2 separate regions of the Anser cygnoides genome follow, and region 1 is linked to region 2. A link is a contact called in public Hi-C data. All regions are on one chromosome and are shown on one strand. Each heading gives the region's core, a stretch centred on a gene start, on an enhancer-like site or on the middle of the called end of the contact. The rest is flanking DNA. Distances are from core to core; before and after follow the strand shown. Region 1 overlaps CUX2 (cut like homeobox 2). Region 2 overlaps BRAP (BRCA1 associated protein).

Evidence for each region. A called contact is a pair of places that touch in the nucleus more often than the background predicts.
Region 1: a Hi-C map of liver shows a contact between it and region 2, with 7 times the contacts expected there. The contact joins two enhancer-like sites. A contact is called at or near these places in 2 of 7 Hi-C or Micro-C datasets (both in liver).

The regions. Positions count from the first base shown.
Region 1 is chr17:2,466,972-2,471,259 of Taihu_goose_T2T_genome, reverse strand. All of the region lies in intron 2 of CUX2 (cut like homeobox 2), which reads left to right. Among named protein-coding and RNA genes, the nearest start is that of CUX2, 14 kb to the left of the region's middle. Within about 2 kb of position 2,204, at least 2 of the 3 cell types and tissues checked have open chromatin away from gene starts, as enhancers often do. A contact at or near this core is called in liver, where this site is marked.
Region 2 is chr17:2,322,402-2,326,536 of Taihu_goose_T2T_genome, reverse strand. BRAP (BRCA1 associated protein) reads right to left here. Exons shown (of 12, transcript XM_048073998.2): 10 at 2,927-3,016; 11 at 917-1,020. Among named protein-coding and RNA genes, the nearest start is that of BRAP, 10 kb to the right of the region's middle. Within about 2 kb of position 1,351, at least 2 of the 3 cell types and tissues checked have open chromatin away from gene starts, as enhancers often do. A contact at or near this core is called in liver, where this site is marked.

The DNA.
Region 1 (4,288 bases), core at 955-3,454, 140 kb before region 2:
ACAGAGCCCAGCATCCCTTCCAACACGGAGCAGATGGAGCGTCCTGAGCCTTAGCACGCTTCTGGCTCCGACAGCGCCAGCAGGTCCCGGGGCTGCTACAAGGCTTGTGCGGCACAGCCGCAGCTGCAGAACCACCGTGGGATACGGGATGGGATGTGGGATGTGGGATGTGGGATGCGGGGTGCCACGGCCCCCTCCTCTGCCCTCTGCAAGGGCGAGCTGCTTGGAGAGGCACCGGGGGGTCCCCTTTGGGCTGCACGTCCTTCCCGCTCGGCTGCAAGCCAAGGAGCCGCCGCTTTTAGCGTTACAGCCGGCGTGGGGTTTTTTGGTGACAAATACTCCGTAATGGATAATCCCAGCCCGCTACTTGAAAAAGCCATAAAAGAAAATAGCACGAGTGCTGGCTGCTGAGCCTGCCCGGAGCTGGTTGTTGGCACGCCAGCCGGTAATGCCGCCCGCTGCACGGCCGCAGCGCCGTTCACCCAAAAGTTTTGGGCTGCTGAAGCCTTTGCGGAGGCAAAAGACCCGATCAATTGCCAGCAAAATCTCTGTCTTTCCCCATTTTGTCTCTGAACGGCCACGCTGTCTACAAATGGTGTTGTTTCCTTGCCGTCCCCACGCTGGTTTCTCATTGCAATACCCTATTTTTTTATTTTTTTTTTTTTAAAGCAGCTACAATTGATAATTTAGCTTTGGATAAAGCAACCTCAGAGCTTTTATTTCTCAGAGGCCAAACATTGATGTTGTGTGAAATGGGAGCTTTGAGAAGTCTTTGTATGGAACTTAGCTTCCTGAAAAATTTATTTACTGCGACTGTGATCTGCAGGAGCGAATTGATGTTTATCTATAGTAGTTCTTGCCAGAAAAAAAAAAAAAATGCATAACTGCACTTTCTTCGGAAGCCTTGAAAGGCCTTTTAAATAAGTGTCTAATAGTAGGCTCTCAATAGCAAACAGCCAGCTTGATAGACAGTATACAGTATATTATTAACTATAAGCAGGCTTAATCTTTTTCTCATGTTTTAGAGAATGCTTTATAACCTTGTGGCCAAAGAATTCGTGATCGCCAGGTATTTGAAGCCAAGCAAAATTATACTGGCTGCTACCGCGGGGAGATCGATGCTGCTGGGAAGCGTGCGGGGCCGGGGGCTGCGCTCTGCAGCGTGCTCCTCGCCTTCACTGCTGTGTCTTCCCATGGCATGTCCTGTCCCCAGCAGATGAAGGAAGGTGTCTCTGAGACCCCCCCATGACATTTTGGGGTGCTCGGACATCCTCGGCTCGGTGGTGGCCGCATCCCGGCTGGGCTGGGCTTGCTCCTGGTGCTCGAGCGTGACCCGGCGGCTCCGTCTCCTCTGCTGCGTGGCTGTCACCCAGGGGAAGAAGGAAGGCTCTTTTTCAAAGACCTTGTGACTTTCTTGGCTGCACTGCTTGGGGTTAGGCAGTGTGCCGGAGGTAGGGCTGTTTTCCTGCAGAATGGGGCTCGGGTGATTTTAGTTTTTATTCTCTGTTGCGATCGTCCCGCGGGAGCTCCCCGGGCTCCCCGCGCTGCATCGCCTCTGCCACAGCCCCATGGGGCTGGGGGTGAGAACGTGTCTGGGGAGCAGCTCTAAAATCCAGGCAACAAATCTATCTTAAAAAGAAGAGCCGAGTGAATGATGTGCATATCTGCTGGTTCGAAACCAACCTCCCGAGCTTCCAGAGCTCGAGGTGGGTAGGACCCAATGCGACTCAGGATTTTTACCTTGAGCTCTCCAAACCCTCGTGTTTCCATCAGCAGAGGTCCCCACGGATAATCCTCCAGCTTCCTCCTTGCGCTCTTTTCCATTTTCCTGGCAAAAGCATAAACGGTTTCCTTTGGCTTTCCTGCCTTCTGTTTTGTTTGCTGTGAAATTTGGGGTTGAGCAGCAGCCGGAGTGGCGCAGGGTGCCGTCGGATCGGGCACACACTCGCTCTGGCTGCCCGCCCGAGCTTCCCATCGATTTATTGACCGCCTGCAGCCGCCTCAGAGGGCAGGATTTGGCCCAGGGGCCCAGGTGGCAGCGAGATGGGTCATCTGTGCCAGTCCTCGCCTGCTCGTGTCCCCCAGCCCAGCTGCAGGCAGGGTTCCCCCAGGCGAGGGGCAGCCGGAGCGGAGCTGCCCAGGAGCGCTCCCTCGCAGCCGTGTTTTTCTGCCTTTCCTCTATCGGATCCTGGGAGCGTTGGCCGGGAGTCAGGGGATCGATAGATGGTTAAGGTGATAAGTGGCTTTGCTAAAAACCAATTTTGCAGGGGGAGTTTGCAGGGAGGAGAGCGCAGAGGCTCTGCAGCCGCACCCCAGAGACTGGGGCAGGAGCTGTCCCCGTCCCCGTCCCCATCCCCGACCCCGACCCCGTTCCTATCCCCATCCCCACATGCAGCTCTCCTGCCCCAGCCAGACCCCACTGTGCCACTTTCCTCCTCCTCGTCAAAGTCCCAAATGGTCGAGCCTGAGGAATACGGTTCATTTTGGGTGCTAGCCAGTGAGTTTGGGAAAATCAGCAGTGAATGTGCCGGAGGCCGCTACGCAATTAAACGGTTAAACGAGCAGCGCTCGCTCAGTGGATAACTCACAGCCAGGCTCGGAGCCGGTGGCCCTGGTGGCATTAGGGTGGCAGCATTGACACGGGTGGGACTGGTGGGAGAGCACAGCGTGGGGACACCAGTGCTGCCTCCAGGCATTCCTGGTCCTATGTCCCCATCCCTGGTCCCACGTCACCGTCCCTGGTCCCACGTCACCGTCCCTGGTCCCACGTCACCTTCCCATCTTTGACCCCCAGCAGCCACTACATGGGTTTGTCAGGGCAGATGGAGGTGATGACATTGGAGATCTTCCTTTCTAGCTAAATTTTGCAAATCTTTTTGCTCCGTGGGCATGTCGGTGCCACCTCCCCTGGACGTGGTGGCGATGGCAGGGCTGGGTCCCTGCGTCCTCGCCCCAGCGGCTCTGCTGGGAGCCCCGGCAGCACCCGGCTGCTGCTCTGGGTTCGTACAGGTGGGATGTCTCAGCGCTTCCAAAAAATGGCATGTTTTTATTTTTTTATTAAACTTTTGGGATTTTCGTTTCAAATTCTGTTTTCTTGGCTTTCGCATTTGTTTTTGTGCCATTCCTCTTTACTGCAGTGCTCCGTTGCGCACCAGCAGCTACAACGCCCCGCGGCCGCGTTGCAAACTCTAGCTAGAACCACCTTATTATTTTATTTTTTTTAATCATAGGGGGAGGCCATTTGTGGATGCTGATTGATTGAAACATCTTATCTCCCGTAGTCAAAGTGTCTCCGGTTGGCGCTGTAATGAAATAGTTTGACGCTTTGACACAAGTGTCAAACACTTTTCCGACAGCACAAACAGCAGAGGCTTTGATCGAGGTGTCAAACCGTTTCCATTACCACAAGCAGCCACCCCTTTGATCTGGGGAAGGAGATAAGGGGTTTCAATCAGGACTAAGTAGCAGCTGCTCTTAACGATTTTAAAAATAAGAAAATATGCAATAATTGAATAGTTAAGCTATTATGTCATGTTATAAAGTAGTCCTCGTGCCGTGGAGCGAAATAATGTAGGCGTAATACTAATGGCAGGAACGATAAACATGAGCTGCTAAACTAAAAAAAATAATGATAAAAAAAGAATGTTTTCTTCTGGGAGGTGTTCAGAATTGGTTTTCCCAGTATTTCAAGCGAGGACATCTTCAGAAATGCCTTTTTCTGGAGGAAATGAATCCTGTTTTTCACGGCTGTGGCATTCTCGGTGAAAGAAGACGCGCAGCGTGGGGGGAGCCGCGGGAGGTGCCGGGGCTGCGTGGGGCCATTTCTTTCCCAATTTGAGTAAAAATGGATCAAATTCCTCCCTGGTGTAGCTACGTTGGCATTAGGCAGGCTGGCGGCAGGTGAATTTGGGCCGAGTGTGTCCAACTAAAAGCCAGAGCACCTGTCTGAGCGCCAGCTTCATAAGCAAACGCCGCATGAGCAGCTGAAGAGAATTTACGTGACACACCAAAATTAGCAGGTTACGGCAAATAATCAGGTTTCTGCACCTCCTCCTCTTCCCCCTCCTCTGCATGGACGTTGTCTCTCTATGTTGGTCTTCTCGCTTTGGAAATTTTGCTGTTAGTGGCTGTTTTAGAAAGATTTTCCCTGCAGACATCTGTCCCCCAGGTGTCCCAGCAGTGGGGCGCGGGACGTGCCGTGGGGAGCGCCGTGTCCCCTGTCCCTGTCCCAGTCCCTGTCCCCCCATGGGATGCAGGGGATGTTGAGCCCCCTGCCGCAAGTACTGCA
Region 2 (4,135 bases), core at 102-2,601:
ACCTCGTACCAAAGACCAAAAGTGCAGGCAACGGACAGGATGCGGGGGGAGCACGGGACTGTAACCTTGAACGTGCATCTGCAATTTCAAGAACGGGTGCCAGAAAGGGCACAGGAATTACATGCGGTCCTGACAGCTAAGGGCAGCCAGGGACTGGAGATAATGGCTCCTACCAAACTGTAAGTACAAGACCCTGGAGATTGCCCTTCACTCAGAAGTGCGATGCTCCCACCAGGATATCAGTACCTTCCCGTTCCACAGACAGTTCTTTCCCATTCTTAACAACTCAGTGCTTTTCCCCTGAAAGTTTGCTGGCGTCACACAGACTCTGCTTTCCACTCCTCAAGGTGAGGTTCACGAGCCACCACTCCCTAGTTTGAGTCCCTGCTCCCACCAGGGCTGTGGAGAGGCAGCAATGCCGGGAGCCTGGTGGGCTGGGAAGAACAGACCACGCAGCCCCACCTAGGGAGCCGGAACACGCTGATCTGCGCTCTCTCCATGCCTGACATCCTTTATCTAAGCACTTCCTAAGATCTACATTTTTCTCGGTGCCCGGTGAGATGCCTCTGTTGGGCTGCCTTTCTCCTCTTCGGATGCATCCGCCGACTGCAAAACAGACTGGCGTCTACTTCTGAGCAGGCAGAGGAAGGATTACTGAAAGCTAAATACGCAGACCATGTAAAAAGAGCCACGGGCCCAAAAGCTGCGTTCCACTCAACAGGCACTTTCAAGTTGGGAACACCTACAGAAATGAGAGCTTTTTATAAATGAGCGGGGTTCTCAGTAAACCAGTTTAAATAGCTCAGAGTTGCCCAAGAATAGCAAGATTCTTTTTTTTTTTTTTCTCCTCCTTTTTGGATGTCAGCGTGCAGAGCTTTAATGGCTGCATGGAACTAAACCTGGCAGCGGTACCCACTTCCTTTCCACAGACTGCTTTTCTTTGAGCAAGTCATTCAGCCTCTGTTCCAGACTGTCACACTTCTCAATGGTCTCTTTAAATTTGGTCTTCATGTTGTTAATCTGTAAAAACAAACACACAGGCATTTCAAACAGATCAAAGTCCTGGGCACTTTCATTATGACATTCATTTTTCTGGTGTGGTTTCTAGACTTTGACCAATTACTATATCCAGGTAAGCAAAAGCTTTGAGGCAAGAAAAGGCTTAATTTTGATTAAGACCCTCTGCATTACACGTTGCGGTGCCCGACAAGGAACCACGTTGCCGTGGAAGTTGCTCCTACAGAACAGCAACTCCGGCTGCAGAGCTGTGCCAGGGACCCCATTCAATAACAGCAACAAACCCCACCACCTGTATCAGCTCCTTAACTTCTTAGTGACTGCAGTTCAGCGTTTACACAGTAAGCATCTGAGAGAATGGCTACCGGTAAACTTAAATTCCCACCTGAGAGCTTTACGACGCGGAGCTTTTGCTCATTTTAAACTAAACGTCAAATAAGTATGGTCAAAGTCTGAAAACAAACGCGCTACTCCACTCAGCACTGACTCAGCAGCGCGCTGTCATAAGACAGTGACCTACTGACATGAATATCCTGCTCATGTCAAAGGCAAATGGAAACACGTTGGATTCCTCTCCTCCTCTGCTTCAGAACTAGAGGCCACTGCTGCTGAAAAAAGCATGCTCCCATTCTCTAGGCACTACGCAGAACACATCTCAACTTTTAAGGTAAGATTTAGAGGAGATCTATAGACAGAAATACTTGTTTCCCCTCTATAAACGTCAAAAGTATGCTTGCACGTACTGGAGAGAGGAATTTAAAGGAAAAATGCTTTCCTGGAGGAGCAATCTGGATAAATGTCAGTGTCAGCACACACGCTGTCTTCGCTGGTGCCAGAGTCAGTACAGAGCAGGTTTTAAGCCTTCCGGCCTTAATCACCGAATGTTTATGCAGCTGATGGTTAATTTGGGGAAGTAGCGTGAGCCCTGATAATGGAATACACTGCAGAGTGGCACTGATCCAGGCACGACTTACACGGCGTGAGTGCCATGAATAAAACTGTACGGATCTTTAAACGCAAAGCCACATTTAAGGTGTATATCACAGTCGTTTCATCACGGTTGTTTCAGTTTGCGGATCATGTTTCCTGGTCACGTGCAACACAATTTTTGCTACACCTTTTCCTTTTCTGGGGATGTCTGTGAGATTTCTGGGTCTGTTCTTTAGACCAAAGTCGCTGACCACTATTTCACTGGTCCTAGTTTCTGCATTTAGGATGCTACATAACCACACGTACTAAATAGTTAATTAGAAGTCATGCAGGAAGTTCAAATAAGGACTCAACCCTAAATCCTGACGCGCTTTAAACCTAGCTGAAAGGATCTACGTAGAGTGAAAAGCATTAAAGTATTCTCTCTGGATTTTTGCTCCTGACATTTTGAAGCAGCCCTGCCTACAGAACGCTTTATGGGAGGAGACTCTGAACTTTTCCCACTGGGTGATGAGGAAAGGTAGGGGATCACAAAGAAAGGGCAAATCAATACGCATTTGGAGCAGAAAGACAGCCGAGCAAATTAAAGTCATACTGTCCATGCTACACTAACCTTCCCCAGAGAAAAACGTCAGTGTGAGACTGATGGCATCAGCGAGCAGGGATCCTGCAGCAGCGCGGACTTGTTTCCACCACTGCTGCAGCTTCCCGAGCAGCACGTTTAAATCAGCCTTAAATCTAGGTGGCAATCTACCTACTTCTGCATCACTGAGCAGCAAATTGCTAGATGTGAGCACTGAGATAAGCGACACATCTCGGAGCCAATTTTCTCAGCTGGTAGCGAAACAGGCTACGCGAGGTCACGTCACGCGACGCGCAGGCTGCGTGAGACGCCGAGCAGCTCCACTTCCCGTCCGACTTCCCAGCGGCCAGCACCTCGTTTCAGCGGAGCTCCAAACATCCCCAGAGCAGGGCTCACCTCTTCGGCCGTGTCCTTTTCTATCCGGACGATCTTGTTTTCCCAGTAGATTCGCTGTGATTCCAGCTGGCTCGTTAGCAAATAGGAGTACTACAAACACAGAAGTATGCGCAGAGCTGTCAGCTTCTCCTAAGGGTGGCTATGCCGACTGAGAAGCCCAAAAGGCTCCAATGTAAAAAAAATCAATTGAATCGAATGAGATTGAGCACAGAGGGCAGTCTGAACACACGTGCAATCTGCAGATCCAGCAGATACGCGTTTCACCAATTTGGTTTCAGAATTAAATCACACGATTTTCTGGAATCAAGTGAAGTCCTCGGAGCACAACAGCAAGGACAGCAAGGTGAAAGTGCCACCAAGCCGTACCCACTATCACACCAAACACTTTTTAAAGAGACAGAATTCTTCACTGTAATAACAACAGGGCTCAAAATCTTACACTCCACAGGAAAATGAAGCATCAATCATCTCTGCCATGAGTCTGAGATCCCAGGGGCCAAGTTCCCCATTTCTAGCCCAAAACCCAAGGGGGAAGGGTAAACGCACACATCTAGCTTCACTGTAAGAGCATCTCTGGCAAAGCATCCCCAGCTGCGCATAGCTATTCGCATTTACTGTTCTCCAACAAGTACAGCCCATCCCAATGTTATTCTGGCATTTGAACAGGGATATGTGCCTTACATCCCCTCTTTTCCCTCCTGGTTCTGCAAATGAGTTACGAGAAGGTTGGAAAACGTGATCGTTTCTTACCATCAGGCTAAGAAGCAGAGCATTAGGCATTCACTGTGGAATTAAACATGTGCGAAAAGCCTTGAATGCTCTCAGTAGTATCAGGGAGCCAAAACACGCTGCCAAATTCGTTCTCTCTGCAAACATTTAGATCTCATAAGCCAGACAGAGAGGTCTTTGACATACTTTAAGCACTGACCTCCTGGCAATAAGGGTTAAAAAATAGCTGGGTTTGCATCTAAATGTTACGCAGAAAACTCAGGGAAAAACGAACAAATATTTATTTGAGCAACAAGCTCACAAAGGCTGGTCTCCACAGGCTTCTCCTCTACAGATAACCTTGTGTCTAATGCGACTGAAATCCTGCTGCAGTGTATCTGCTCGCTGAAGCAGTAATTTGAGTTTCCCTTTAAAATAGATCACTGGCAAGGGAAAACTTGCATGAACCTTTGTTTTACCCTTCTAGTTAGTGTGGGAGAA